Regions from separate parts of the Mus musculus genome. Here all the other regions are linked to region 2. A link is a contact called in public HiChIP or PLAC-seq and promoter capture Hi-C data. All regions are on one chromosome and are shown on one strand. The core of a region is the stretch at or near the end of the contact, and the rest is flanking DNA. Distances in the headings are between cores, read along the strand shown. Region 1 holds the start of Tlr2 (toll-like receptor 2). Region 2 holds the start of Lrat (lecithin-retinol acyltransferase (phosphatidylcholine-retinol-O-acyltransferase)). Region 3 holds the start of Map9 (microtubule-associated protein 9). Region 4 holds the start of Gucy1a1 (guanylate cyclase 1, soluble, alpha 1). Region 5 overlaps Map9 (microtubule-associated protein 9).

Evidence for each region. Promoter capture Hi-C pulls out the DNA fragments that hold promoters and counts their contacts. HiChIP or PLAC-seq counts read pairs in DNA pulled down with a chosen protein or histone mark.
Region 1: a promoter capture Hi-C map of second pharyngeal arch cranial neural crest shows a contact between it and region 2. The contact joins the promoter of Tlr2 here to the promoter of Lrat in region 2. A contact is called at or near these places in 3 of 39 promoter capture datasets (cranial neural crest, frontonasal cranial neural crest and second pharyngeal arch cranial neural crest) and 1 of 9 other capture datasets (pancreatic islet).
Region 3: a promoter capture Hi-C map of stem cell-derived epiblast-like cells shows a contact between it and region 2, with 2.8 times the contacts expected there. The contact joins the promoter of Map9 here to the promoter of Lrat in region 2. A contact is called at or near these places in 7 of 39 promoter capture datasets (the HPC-7 cell line, cranial neural crest, embryonic stem cells and 2 more).
Region 4: a contact with region 2 is called in an H3K4me3 HiChIP or PLAC-seq map of embryonic forebrain, with 4 times the contacts expected there. The contact joins the promoter of Gucy1a1 here to the promoter of Lrat in region 2. A contact is called at or near these places in 1 of 39 promoter capture datasets (hematopoietic stem and progenitor cells) and 1 of 115 datasets of contacts at active chromatin or transcription factors (embryonic forebrain).
Region 5: a contact with region 2 is called in an H3K4me3 HiChIP or PLAC-seq map of forebrain, with 5 times the contacts expected there. The contact joins the enhancer-like site here to the promoter of Lrat in region 2. A contact is called at or near these places in 2 of 39 promoter capture datasets (neural stem cells and second pharyngeal arch cranial neural crest), 1 of 115 datasets of contacts at active chromatin or transcription factors (forebrain) and 1 of 9 other capture datasets (adipose tissue).

The regions. Positions count from the first base shown.
Region 1 is chr3:83,840,266-83,842,965 of GRCm38.p6, reverse strand. Tlr2 (toll-like receptor 2) reads left to right here and starts at 1,358. Exons shown (of 3, transcript NM_011905.3): 1 at 1,358-1,446; 2 at 1,830-2,077.
Region 2 is chr3:82,902,532-82,905,231 of GRCm38.p6, reverse strand. Lrat (lecithin-retinol acyltransferase (phosphatidylcholine-retinol-O-acyltransferase)) reads left to right here and starts at 1,258. Exons shown (of 2, transcript NM_023624.4): 1 at 1,258-2,059. The coding sequence starts at 1,520. All of the region lies in intron 2 of Rbm46os (RNA binding motif protein 46, opposite strand), which reads right to left.
Region 3 is chr3:82,356,654-82,359,353 of GRCm38.p6, reverse strand. Map9 (microtubule-associated protein 9) reads right to left here and starts at 1,282. Exons shown (of 14, transcript NM_001081230.1): 1 at 1,099-1,282; 2 at 230-379. The coding sequence starts at 304.
Region 4 is chr3:82,144,514-82,147,213 of GRCm38.p6, reverse strand. Gucy1a1 (guanylate cyclase 1, soluble, alpha 1) reads left to right here and starts at 1,268. Exons shown (of 9, transcript NM_021896.6): 1 at 1,268-1,542. Gm29921 (a long non-coding RNA gene) reads left to right here. Exons shown (of 9, transcript XR_867373.2): 8 at 446-566; 9 at 665-816.
Region 5 is chr3:82,381,222-82,383,921 of GRCm38.p6, reverse strand. Map9 (microtubule-associated protein 9) reads right to left here. Exons shown (of 14, transcript NM_001081230.1): 10 at 1,939-2,028; 11 at 553-714; 12 at 261-406; 13 at 1-77. Among named protein-coding and RNA genes, the nearest start is that of Map9, 24 kb to the right of the region's middle. Within about 2 kb of position 1,356, at least 8 of the 459 cell types and tissues checked have an H3K27ac peak or open chromatin away from gene starts, as enhancers often do. A contact at or near this core is called in forebrain, where this site is marked.

The sequences.
Region 1 (2,700 bases), core at 109-2,608, 940 kb before region 2:
TTAGGAAGGTTGACAACCTATAAGGACAAGGGATGTGGAGCTGAGGGGAAGAGACCCCCTGGGTTTAAGGGAAAAATTCTGACTTCAAATCTCAGCTGCTATTTCTGATTCACAGGACATTTTCTTGTGAAAATGGGGGTAAGGTTGCTTGCTCTGCATCCAATCTCGCCTTGCCGAGGTCAAATGGGATCACAGGCACCCGAGGCAGGTGATTAACTTGTTTTAAAGTAGGGGGTTTCCCCTTACAACTGGAATATGGAGCCACATCTCCACCATGAAGCAAACCAATCTACGCTGTTTTCAGAATCACTCTGCGATGCAGCTATGGGATAGAGAAAGGGAAGTACTTAGCTTCAAAGCCATAGATAGAAGTGGGGGCCCCGAATCTTCCCCATGCTTAGAAGGGGGGCTGTTCTGGGGGCCAAGGAAAGAGAAACATATCTGTGCCATCCTTATCCATTCATATCCCAAGCACAATGCTGCCATTCAGGTCTGCATGGAGGCTGGTAGACTCTGTTATCAGATGCTGAGCAGAAATGGATCCCAGAGACATAAGGGCAGGGGGACAAAGTGTTGAAAAGGAGGAGAAAGAGAAAATATTCCTGAGCCCAAGTTGCAACCTCTGAGGATGGAGAGATAGCAAAAGAGTTCAAAAGATGTGTTTGAGGGAGAAGTGAGATTCTGAGATTAGAGTAGTTAGAGTTAGGACCTGGGTCTTGGCAGCCCTGGCTGTCTAGCCTATCCTTTTGGGCCTCGATAGGGTATTTAAATGATTATCAGTAGACAGCAGAAAAGTAGCTATTCAGTGTAGCCACATCAGGAAGACAACTAAATAATGAGGGTGTACGACGCCCCCATCCTAAGTTCAGCATCCTGTCACCACAGGTTTAGATTTAGATAATACAGAAAGAATCCATAAGTAGGCAGTTTTGGTCAAGGTGTGCTATCCCCCCGAGTCATTCAGCCATCATTGTCCAGGCCTCCAGTGTTTTCCTCATGGTGAACTGATAAAAACTCCCTGTGACTGGCACAGGGCTGTAATTTTTTAACGTTTCCTAGCTGGAGCATTCCAATAACCAAAGAGAGTGCGTCTCTTCAGAATATCCTCTTCCTTCCAGAATCCTTGCAGCAGCTCAACTCAGCCAAAAGGCGAGCTGGGAGGCAGCTTTCTCTTTAGGACACCTGGGGAATTCCCACACGGAGCCTCTGGACTTTCAGTTCTGTTTTGCCTGCCCTGTGGCTCCTGCCAGCTCTGATGCCAGGCTCCGTTCCCCTTGCAGACCCCTGTGGGCGGCGCTTGCCGCACCGGGGGCGGTGCTGGCGACCGGGAAGTTCGGGGCCCTGACCTGGGGACATCCCCTTCCCTCACTTCCAGGTCTTCAGTCTTCCTAGGCTGGTGCCCAGATGGCTAGTGGGCACGGGGAGCGGCGGCTGGAGGACTCCTAGGTAGGTGGATCGGTCCTGCTGCCGGGTTGCTGCACCCCTCCCCGGACAGGGTCGAATCGACCGGGGCGGCCGCTGTGCTGTGCGGGGACCTGGTTTCCAAAGTGAAGCACCTGCGCCCCCAGCCGGGCGGATCAGCTTTGGGGCCAGATGTTTGTTTCCTGCTGTGATCCCTGCAGGAAGAGGGACACCCAGGGAAGAGGGGGCCACCGGAGAGCTGCAGCCACTGTCCCAGAGCCCGCGGCTGTGTGATCTGCGTCTTTACAGCCTTTCTGGCCCTGGGGTCACAGAAGGGAGTGTCTGTAGTGTCTCTGAACCCTGGGAAGCTAGGGTGAACGGTGACGCTGTCCCAACTTACATCCAGTCCACCCCTCTCTTGTCCCCAGGCTCCGGGCAGGCGGTCACTGGCAGGAGATGTGTCCGCAATCATAGTTTCTGATGGTGAAGGTTGGACGGCAGTCTCTGCGACCTAGAAGTGGAAAAGATGTCGTTCAAGGAGGTGCGGACTGTTTCCTTCTGACCAGGATCTTGTTTCTGAGTGTAGGGGCTTCACTTCTCTGCTTTTCGTTCATCTCTGGAGCATCCGAATTGCATCACCGGTCAGAAAACAACTTACCGAAACCTCAGACAAAGCGTGAGTGGAGTCTTTTAATAAGTATCTTATGACTTCTTCAGTCCTATAAACGAGAACCTTGTGTTTACATCTTAGATGTCAGGAAAAGGCTTTTCTAGTTTCAAAAAGGAGAAATATTATTTCGGGTGTAAAACGCTCAGATTGCCTGGAGGCTTTTGATCTGACAGAAAGTTCTTCAGCAAAGAGCAAATGGTAGGTAAGGTGGCTGGACTCAGACGGAGAGACCCTTTTCCTCCCCAAAAGGGAAATATTATGAGTACTGGAAAATATCTTATTTCACTACACTCGAAGTTTTTTGTTGTTTTTTTGTTTTTTTGTTTGTTTTGTTTTTGTTTTGTTTTGTTTTGTTTTTCTGTTCTAAGCAAAGAACACTTGCACCTTAAACCTTTAATTAGTGAATACAAAAACTGCCAGGCATTGACAGTATGTTTTGGAAGTTTCTAAGCTACCAAGTTTTTGTTTGTTTGTTTGTTCTAAATTTATAAGTTAACATTTAACGGGATAAGTGCCCAATGAAAAATCACCCTCCCATTTAAAGAAGTGAAGCTTAAGGGAGAACACTTAACATAGGGAAACAATTCAGAACGTTCATAATGCAACGATTGGAAGCCTCCACATATTAA
Region 2 (2,700 bases), core at 9-2,508:
AAGAGAGAGGAGAGGAGAGAGAGAGAGAGAGGAGAGGGAGAGAGAGGGAGAGAGAGAGAGAGAGAGAGAGAGAGAGAGAGAGAGAGAGAGAGAGAGAGAAAAGAGATAGGAGAGAGAGAGAGAGAGAAAAGAGATAGGGGAGAGAGAGAAGAGATAGGAGAGAGAGAGAGAGAAAAGAGATAGGAGAGAGAGAGAGAGAAAAGAGATAGGGGAGAGAGAGAGAGAAGAGATAGGAGAGAGAGAGAGAGAGAGAGAGAGAGAGAGAGAGAGAGAGAGAGAGAGAGAAGAGATAGGAGAGAGAGAGAGAGAGAGAGAGAGAGAGAGAGAGAGAGAGAGAGAGAGAGAGAGAGAGAGAGAAAAGATAGCCTGGAGCTTAAGCTTTCTTAGTTTTGTGGCGCTTGTGGCCTTTGTCTGGGGGAATTTACTCATTTACATAATGAATTAGCACAGAAATTCAGGCGGGTCTGAGCACCCAAAGCCCAGCCCTGCAGAGCCCCAGCAGCCTCCTTAGGCAGCTCCCCCACCCCCTTCGACTGTGCCTGGGTTCTGCTGCAAGCGTGCACCGCCTTGCAGAACCATAACGTTCTCTTTCCTTAAGTCTCCCTGGACGGCAGGGAGCTCTTTACCAAAAGCTACCAGTCGTTGTGTGAAGCGAAGCTGGGACCTGACATCAAAGAAACTTGGCTTGACTCCTGCTTTGCTGGAGGGCGTTGGGGTTTTTTTGATGACCGTTGGAAGGCGCGCGCTCAACAGGCACTGGAGCCTTGGAGCGTCCAGACTGTTGGGTTCCGATCCTCCGCGCTGGGGCACTGGACGAACAGAGAGCCATTCCACTTCTCCGCGTGCCACCTGAGAGCTCATGGATGCTTGCGTGTTTAAAACGACAAAGATCAGTTTAAGTAGGATCTGCAGGAATTCGCGGAGCCGGCACTTTGGCGAATCAAAGCAAATTCTTTAGTAAGCTGAGGGCCACGGTATTATTATCGGTTAGAGCGGGTCCCATACCGAAATTTTACAGAAGGCGCTTCTCACCGCCAAGAAAGGTGCTCCATTCCTGGCAGGTGCAGGATCTTTCGCGCGGCCACGCCTCTGGCATCTCTCCTACGCTGGCTGTTTAAAGGTCTCCCTAGTGAAGCAGAGCGCTCGAGGAGAAGTCAGGGTGCAGAACGCCCGTGCCCAATCCGTGTTCTCCGGCCTGTGACCGCATTCGGCCCGCCCTCTGCACCTCTATAAGAGCCACAGCGAAGAGCGCACCCAGAGCACCGCCCCCAGGCACACTACCTCTTCAGCTCCTCAAGCGCGGGTGCCACTGTTCCCACAGCCGACCGACACTACTTCCTTTCTTTGACCCCCTGCACTGGGTGGCTGAGCCAAGCACTTTGGCTTCTCCTCTGATCTCTTGCTCTCCTGGCTCTGGGCAGCCGCAGCGGTGCTCCGCAGGTGAGCAGCGCTGCAGCGCGGCGATCCGGAGAGCTCACCTCGTACAGAACAGTTGCAGCCAGTGGTTGGTTGCCTTAGGATGAAGAACCCAATGCTGGAAGCTGCGTCCCTCCTCCTGGAGAAACTGCTCCTTATTTCCAACTTCAAGCTCTTTAGCGTGAGCGTCCCGGGAGGAGGCACAGGGAAGAACCGTCCCTATGAAATCAGCTCTTTCGTCCGGGGCGACGTGTTGGAGGTGTCACGGACCCATTTTATCCACTATGGGATCTACCTGGGGGAAAACCGTGTCGCCCATCTAATGCCTGACATCCTGTTGGCCCTGACCAATGACAAGGAACGCACTCAGAAGGTGGTCTCCAACAAGCGTCTCCTCCTGGGAGTCATTTGCAAGGTGGCTAGCATCCGTGTGGACACAGTAGAGGACTTTGCCTACGGAGCAGACATCCTAGTCAATCACCTAGACGGGACTCTCAAGAAGAAGTCCTTACTCAATGAGGAGGTGGCACGCAGAGCTGAGCAGCAGTTGGGACTGACTCCATACAGCCTACTGTGGAACAACTGCGAACACTTTGTGACTTACTGCAGATATGGCTCTCGGATCAGTCCACAGGCTGAGAAGGTAGGAGGAGACTTGCAGGAGCTGGGGTCGGGATCCGGGAGCTTTTTGGACATCTCCTCCACCATACCATTCTTAGGAGTTGTAGATTAAGTAAGGAAAGCTCTGGTGTTTCTAGGGGAGATCTGGTAAACAAAGGGCAGTTTGCCTCGCAGAAAGGCTATTTCAAAATGTGCAATAAAAGGGTGTGGCCACACAGGCTGCTTCCAGAGATTCCAAAGTGCTGCTTGTTACTGCTGTACTAGTCATCTTGGTCTGCACACACAAGGTAGTTCAAATGATCAGGGGCAAGAGACTGAAGGACTTGGAACTTTTCCCACGAAGGGTAATTGGCAAGAAGGTGTCCAGTTTTCTCTTCTCCTAGATGCACAGAGTGAATTCCCTTTACTTAAATAGGCTCAAAATTCCTGCTAGAAGACATTCCTGGTAGACACCTTTTATTTCTAGTTTGACTCGGAGAGATTTTTTCCTTAGTGTGTAACTTCTTCTTAAGTGATTTTAATCCCCATATCCTGTTCTCCTTCACTGTTAAGCATCTCCTAGCCTTTAGTACCAAAGGTAGGTTGGATTTTAAGTTCCCCAAAGATTAAAACAATTCATTTTTCTGGAAGGTAAATTTTATGGCTACTTGGGGGTGGGAGGAC
Region 3 (2,700 bases), core at 33-2,532, 550 kb after region 2:
AGAGAGCCAAGCTCTGAAGTCGCTCTTTGGCTTGCAACTTAGAAACCAAATATTGAAGACAGGATCCTACAGAGAGGGGTGTTTCAATACTGGAGCCCAAAGTTGACAGATGACCTACAACACACTAACAGTGAAGCAAGAACTCCTCCCACGTCATGCCAGATCTTGTGAGAACCAGCAAGGGCTAGGCAGCAGCATAATCAAAACCAAATGCTTTGCAGCGTTTTACCTGAAAGGAAGTTCTCTTGGTAGCCTTTGGACTCTTGGTGTACGCCAAAGTTGTGCTGAAGATTTCATCGGACATGGTGTGTCCTTTTTCTCTGCTTTTATACAACAGTTAATAAATTACTGAAATAATTCATTCAACCTCTGATGGTGGCTGAAATATACATATAAATATTTTAAAGAATTAGACGTTTTTACATGATCAAGACACTGTTCCTGGGATTAGTGCCCCACAACCCCGCTCCAAAGAGAAATCGCTCTAATCATTGTACAATATATTCACCTAAAAACGTTAAGAGCGTTTTATGTTAAGTACATAAAAATTTCACAACAAATTGGTTTTCACGAAAAGAAAATCCATGAGGAAGTTATTACTGTTCTACATCCACTAGAAGGATGAATGAACTACATAATAACAAAATGTTGCCAAACAATTTCACTTTCCATTATTAAAAACACACAGCATTGCGGACGCCACCACGACTTAGTTCAAGCTGCAACCAAGAGGACTGTCAAGGTTCCCAGCCCCGGAAATGGCTTGCACATAACAGTATTCAAAACGATGCTTAACCACAAGCAGCAGCGACATTTTCCCAAACCATTCGTTTGCTGTTACACACACATCTCCACACTAAGTTGCAGCACATCAGGCTTCCAGCGCGCGACGTCGGAGGCCCATTTGGATCGCCGGCCACCGCCCAGAGCTCCCCGGGCTGGCCAGGCGGCGTCCGCATCCCAGCTCCGCGCGGCTCCCGGCCCAGCACGCGCCAGGGCCCCGCACACCCAGCACGGTCCCCTCCGTTCCTCCACGTACCACGGCCCGCGCCTCCTGCATCCACCCCGCTCCCCGTGCACCCGGGCCCCTGTGACCACCTGAGAACCCAGCGGCTATGCTCTAGCACAGGTGTCGCCCCCGGCCCGGGCCTCGCGGTCTGGGAAACCAGGTATTGGAATAACCTGGAGGCGGGGCAAAAGATGGAGGCAGAAGGCGGTTGCTAGGCAACAGCGTCCCCGGGAGGAAGTGACTTCCAACCGCCTGGTCTCTTGGGTACCCAACACCGCCTTTCCGCCGGCGTCGCTGGGACAACCGCACAGACCAAGGAAGTGACATCACTGGTGGAGGTGTTGGGAGCGCGGTGCCCTATCAGCTTGTGTGCAATGGCTGTTACCTAGGAAACAAGACCGGCCCTCTGCCATCACGCCACAAGGAACCTTGATTGCCCCTGCTCAGAGTCCTTGTTTATAGGCAGGTATTGCGTGACCACGATGCAAAGCTTCCTTTTGCTAGTTAGAACGTGGAATGCGTGAGTCAGTGCAGTGTCAGCGGACTCAACAGAACGACGTAGTAGTGACGTTTGCAATCGTCGGAGTTAAACTGCACGTTTGATTCTTGGAATATGCAAAATAAGATCTCTATGATTTGATAAGAAACTAATAAGACTGTCTCCTTAAAGGATTGCAGTGAATACCGAATACAATATATAGCGAAATATTGGGAAATGTTTAGAATCGCATTCAGTTAATATTACATAGGAGCGTTTCTTGTAAGTAATGCAGTTGGGGGGGGGGGGGCGGAGGAGGAGGAGGCAGAGAGTAGGGGTAGGGGTGTGTGTGCTAAAGTATCCCATAAGCACACACAGCCCAGAGCCTGTTTTACATCTTTGGTGAAAAGTTTACCCTTTCTATATTTAGTAGATAATCTGGTTAAAAAGAAGTCAGCAAATAAAACACAGGGGAGAAGGCTGGAAAAAGTACTGCTGACAGTATCACTATCTTTGCCATTTAATAATTTATTAATACACAAAACACTTAAACTTTTAAAGTTACACAGACTTCATCTATTTTTAACTTGAAAAAGGTATGTCGAAATCAATTCATTAACAAGTGACTAAACTTGTTTCTGTATCTCCACAATGTTTCTTTTAAAAAATAACCCTGACAAATAGATCTTTAAATACACAAAAACAAATATGAAGTTCAGTGAGAAAAAGGTTTCTAAGTAATATTTGCAATAACTCCTTTAAAAAGCCTAGTTTAAGTTTTTCAACTTGTTCTTGGTTGGTAAATTTGTTTTGGCTAATTATGTTGTTTTTAACTATTTTTAAGTGAATATCTGCATAAGGAAAAGATTTTCTATTTTCACCAGTTACTGTTAGCTTTTCTATCCTACATTTTATTAACATCTATGATTCTGATAAAGGCCCTGTACCCACGGCGGGTACCCAAATGGGAAGAACTAATTTTTAGATAATGTGTAAGGGCTCTATTCATTTGGTATTCATTTAACTGATATAACTTTAATGTAGGCATGACTTACAAAAATAAACTTACAACAACATCAATGATAGAGAACACTGAGTTCCCAGCTACCAATAGGGCCGGGTTGCACACAATGGGAATGGGTTTCGGATGGTTGTTTGCCACAAGCACAAAGTGAGAGGCTCTAAAGAGAATTCTTTCTAGCAGCAATTCAGT
Region 4 (2,700 bases), core at 19-2,518, 760 kb after region 2:
TCAGAAGGGAAGGACCATGGGAAAGAGGGACATCAGTGTAGAAAGGTAGCTCAGGAGTCCTTACATGAACAGTACAGCAGAGACAGCACCCTGTGCCCTCTGCATCCTCCTGCACTCCACTCACCTTTACCTTCTACCCCATCTTATCTCCTGGCCACCACACCACCACCTTGCCACCTGCCTGTGGCCCTTTGTTCAGTCTCCTCTGCTACCAACAAGCAGTTCCTTCCACATATCCTCTTGCAAAACTGAAGGGCCCTTCAAGATCCCACACTGACACCATTATTTCAGAAACATTTTATCTGTCAGAGGGATGCCCCCCCCCCCACATGAATGTTTCTGTCATGTTTTATTTACTTTAAAACTGATAGGGCTGGCTGCTTTACATTATGAGTCCCTTTGTTTTTGTTTCCTTTTGGGCCTTACGTTCATGGTCTGAGAATAGATTTCACTTTTCCTGCTGAACTAAGAGAAGTTCATGAATTGCTCTGGGAGTAAGAGAAGCTTTGGAAATGACAAGAAAATAACAACAAAACCCAAAACAGAACCAGCAAAGGACCTACGAGGTTTGGTTCCATCTTAAGGCCAAAGTTTCCCTGGTTCCTGTAGCTGTCTTGGCATTTCTGGCTAATTCTGTTTCTGTCTACTCCCATCCATTCTTTAGGACAATTCTTATGGTTGTTTTCACTGGACAAAACGTTTCTCATATGAGTGGGGCCTCCTCAGTGAGACCAGAGTCGATGATGAGTCGAAAGTAGATATGTCAAGATAACTTTTTGTCTTAGACTTCTTGGACTTGGAGGATTAAAAAGACACCAGGAGTAAGTGTGTGTGTGTGTGTGTGTGTGTGTGTGTGCATTTTTGTGTGTACACATATGTGTGTATGAACAATGATTTAAAAATAAAAGAACAGTTATGCACACACACATGCATTAACAGCAAATAGGGCTGAGTGTAGTGAACCAAATAGAGGCAAGACCTTACTCAAAAAAAAAAAAATATTCTTGTGACCACAAAATTACCTTTGAAATGAGTAGAGTAGCCTCAAACCTAAAAGCCAGGCCACCAAAGCCACCCAAGGAGAAAGAAAGTTCCCCACCAGGTTTCAGATTCAGGAAACTACAGTGGTTCTGCACCAGCTTGTACTAGAGAAAATGTTTTTAGTTTTAATGTGCCAACTTTTCAACTTTTCTTAGAGTCTCTTTTTTTCTCTTCCTTGTCCCCTTCCCTGCTATGTGTGTGTGTGTGTGTGTGTGTGTGTGTGTGTGTGTGTGTGTGTGTGTGTGTGTGTGTGTCTGCCTTTGGTGGTTTGGAGGATGGCGACTGGGCGGGAGCAGACTCAGTTCTCTAGCTGAGCCTGGGAGAAGTGGGAGGGACTCAGAGCCGCGGGTTTCTCACACACCGCCTTCTAGGCAGCCCTCCTCCAGTGCCTGCCAGCCGGACCGGACCCCAAGGCGAAGAGCAGCAGTGCACAGCCTGGGGAGCCAGCGGAGCAAAGACACCTTTGGCCCGATGCCCCTGGCCTCCTGTGATCGCATCATGGTGGGTTCGCTCAGCTGTTTGCTTTTCTACTGTTTGGGGACTGGAGAAGGGGACGAGGCACGGTACTGAGACGTGGGAAGAAGTCCTGTGCGGCAGGGAAGAGACAGACTAGAATTCTTTGGGTCATGGCAGGGAAAAACAAAGGCGAGAAGTGACTACAGCACGGTGGGAACCAGCTCTGGGGGTGTTTCGTGGGTCCCTCCGCGCCACTAGCGCAGGTTAACCATGATGTGCTCTGTGTGGCCTTGAGTGCCCTGGGTGAACCCGCTCGGGACCGACAGGTGCGACTCCAGTGTCACCTCTCAGTCCATCACCAGCGCCACCGCCCTTCATCTGTGATCTAGTGCGGCTGTGCTCTGCTGGGTGGCAGCTCCAGGAGGTTGCGGTCCCCAGGTCTGGATATCACTAAGTAAGTGATAGCGGTGCCCTCGCTGGCCGGCCGGGACTCCCTGTGCATACAGCCCTCTACCAAGTCTTGGCTAAATCCTTTCCCACACCCTCCCCTGATCTCGTTCACCCCTGGGAAGCAAGATCACTGTTCCCACGCTGGGGAGAAGCGAGGAAGGGACTCCCGGGAGGGATAGCGGTCAGGGAGCAGCTATGGCTGAGCTCTGTGGTCCCGCAGTGGGAACGTGCGAGGCGTGGGCGACTGTCTCCCACGCAAGGCCGCCAGCCCTGGGCAGCTGGGTGGCATCCTTCACTCGGGAGCAATTCAAGGACGCCAGGACCTAAGAGTCCAGCTTGTGGCCCTCATGCGGGCTTTCCTCCGAGGATGGAGGAGCTGCTCAAAGCCCCAGAGTATACAAACTGCAAAGTTCCAGCCACTGCTGGGACCAGAGCAAAGTGTGCCTGCACAAAGGGTATGTGAGTGTGACTGCTTCTAAGCTGCTTTTCTCTTATTATTGACTGAGATGCATTGGAAGGTAATGGCCAGGCATCACAACATTCTCCCGGGCCTATCTGAGTTGACAGCCTGTCCTGGGTCCACAGTGTTATCTCTAAGTGAGTTTTGTGTGAGGGGCTGCATCCCAGTGTGGTCACATGATTCCAGGGTATGGGTTTCCTGAGCCTTTCTTTTGCTTTCTGGGAGTTATTCCTTCGTTTTGCATTTAAAAAGCACTTTACATTTTCTGAGGTAAATCAAATGGCTGCCAGCTC
Region 5 (2,700 bases), core at 107-2,606, 520 kb after region 2:
TCTTCAGCTCTTCCTTTCTTCTCTCATTTATTTTCTCCTTCTCCTTTTGCTTGAGGAGAGCTTCCTTTCTCTCACTCCTGTGTGGGAGAACATGAAACACTGGGAGGTTAAAGAAGAGTATATGCCGGCGATGGCCTCCTGTAGCTTTGAAAGCCATGAGGTTGAGAGGCCGGAGGAGACCTGTAAGCAGTAACTAATTTCTTAGGGAAGCCTCAAGCATTACCATGAAATACCGAACTGCGCATCGTGGGGGGAGTTACCATTTTTCAAAAGCAGTTAAACTGTCTTTCTTTTTCTCAGCAACCGCTTCCTCTTCTTTCTGTTTCTTTGCTCTTTCATATTCTTTCTCCCTCCTGGTCTTCTCTTTGAGGTATTCTAGCTTTTTCTCTTTCCATTTTTCAAATGCCTAAAAAAGTTCAGAGTGACTCTTTTACTTGCCATGGCTTTTTCTGAGATCAGCCTAAGTACAAAAAATCCTGCATTCAAGCCCAGCACTGAAGGGCACCGAGAGCAGAGTCATGCCCCCCCACCCCCACCCCCGGGGGCACTCACTTGCAGGGCCTCGCCTTTCCTCATGGCATTTTCTTCTTCTGTTTTCTTCTTGTTCTTTTCCTCCAGCCTCTTTTTTGCAGCTATTCTCTTTGCTTCCTTCTCTTTCATTGCCTTCCAGGCCTCAAATGATGCCAGGGCTTCCTCTCTCTTAGCAGCTTTTTTCTATGTTGATTAAAAACACAAAACCAAAAAACAAGAAAAGCATTCAATGATGTGTCTACACAGAGGTCGAAGCCTATACATAAATTCAGAAGTATGTATTTGCCTTTAAATGTCTCAACAGTTACCATACAAGGAAGCGACAAAGCAGTTAACTTAGTGAGAATAATTTGAACAAGCTGATCTACAAAAATCGTTCCTCCAATTATTCCCTGCTTTTTGCAATGTCAAAGCACTTGTCCCGTTGCCCTACTTAGAATTCATGAGAACGAAGCATCTTTTGACCTTGGGAGGATGCTAATAAATGTTTTCCAAATAAACTACGCCAGGCTAACTGGTCCTATAAAATGTTTAGTAACAATATCATGAAAGTTAAGAGATTATAAACTACGGTAAGTTGCCCAAGGCATACTGGGTGTGATGCTTGGCTTGATCCCTGTTTTGGTGCTAGGCAGAACTGTCCTATAACGTGAACATATACCAAATGTTAACTAAGGGAACAGCACTAAAACATGCAGGGGCTGTACCAGAGCTGCTGTGATTCAAACATAATGAATTTACTCTCTAAGCCTCATTAAGGCCTCGAATGCGGTTCAACCTTAGAAGACCTAGATTGCATCACAGAGGTGACCTAATTCAGCAGCAAAAGAGCCCAAGGGCACACTCAGCACTCAGAGGCGCAGCCCCTGGAGGCTGCTGCACAAAGAACTGCCTGGCCCCATGCTGCTCAGTGGAGGAACGCGTCCCTGTGCGCCTATGTTAGTGTGGATCAGTACAGTGAAGCGGGAGAGAAGAGCAGGGGCTCTCAGGTGAGAGGAACAGAGCCGAATCACAGTGGGGGCAGGACAAAAATCTCCGGCGTGAGGGGAATGCGGGTCAGAGGTCATAACAGGAATTGGAAAAACAGAACAGGAAAACTGAAAGGCAGTGTGTAGCATCCAACTTCTTGGCTAAACTCTGATCAAAGTCAATTTCTGTGACTGAATCTGCTGGTCACACAAATCCTAAGTTCACAATCAGCCCTGCTGCTTATAGCTCATGCGCATAAAACTTACAATGTATGTGTTTTAATGTAAAAGTGAGATTGAACCCAAACTAAAAAGATGAAATCAGTTCTTCAATATCTCCATTGTACCACTTAAAAATAGTTCATTCACTAACATTAAATATTCAGAGACATTTTGCCGATGTAAAATTCCATCTTTTATGATTCTGTCTTTGTGATACCTGTTCATTTTGGATCCTCAAGTTTTCGCTTTCAATTCTTTTTATTCTGTGCATTTCATGTAAATACACATTTTTCTTTTCTAACCACTCCTATGAAATTAAAGAAAAAAAAGGTTATATGACACTATAAGGTGTCCAAATGACCTTGAATTTTTATCTTCTTCTAAAATATTTGTTGAAAGAAACCACCACGAAATTAATATGTTTTATCTAAAGTAGTATTCTTTTTCCAATAATACTGTAAAACATGAAGATGAATATTGCTGTTTAAGAAAAATCATATGTTAGCTGGGCAGTGGTGGCGCACACCTTTAATCCCAGCACTTGGGAGGCAGAGGCAGGTGGATTTCTGAGTTCGAGGCCAGCCTGGTCTACAAAGTGAGTTCCAGGACAGCCAGGGCTACACAGAGAAACCCTGTCTCAAAAACAAAACAAAACAAAACAAAAAAACAAAACAAAACAAAAAAACAAAACAAAAAAAGAAAAGGAAAGAAAAATCATATGTTTACCATCTTTCTTTATTGTAAGACTGAAATGATTTCCTATAATGGTTAAGTATATCAATATTTTACACTGAAATCCAAGAGTAAAATTTTCTGTAATAGATTATATTCTGTGTAACAAAACAAAAAGAATTTTTCTTGAAGTTGTGAAAAAATTAGGAAAATTGGTCTGTGAAATTTAACAAAGTCTCAGGAGAGAAAAACTTAAAAAAAAATTGTTGGTCATGACCCACATAAACATTCATAAGAACAAAATAAA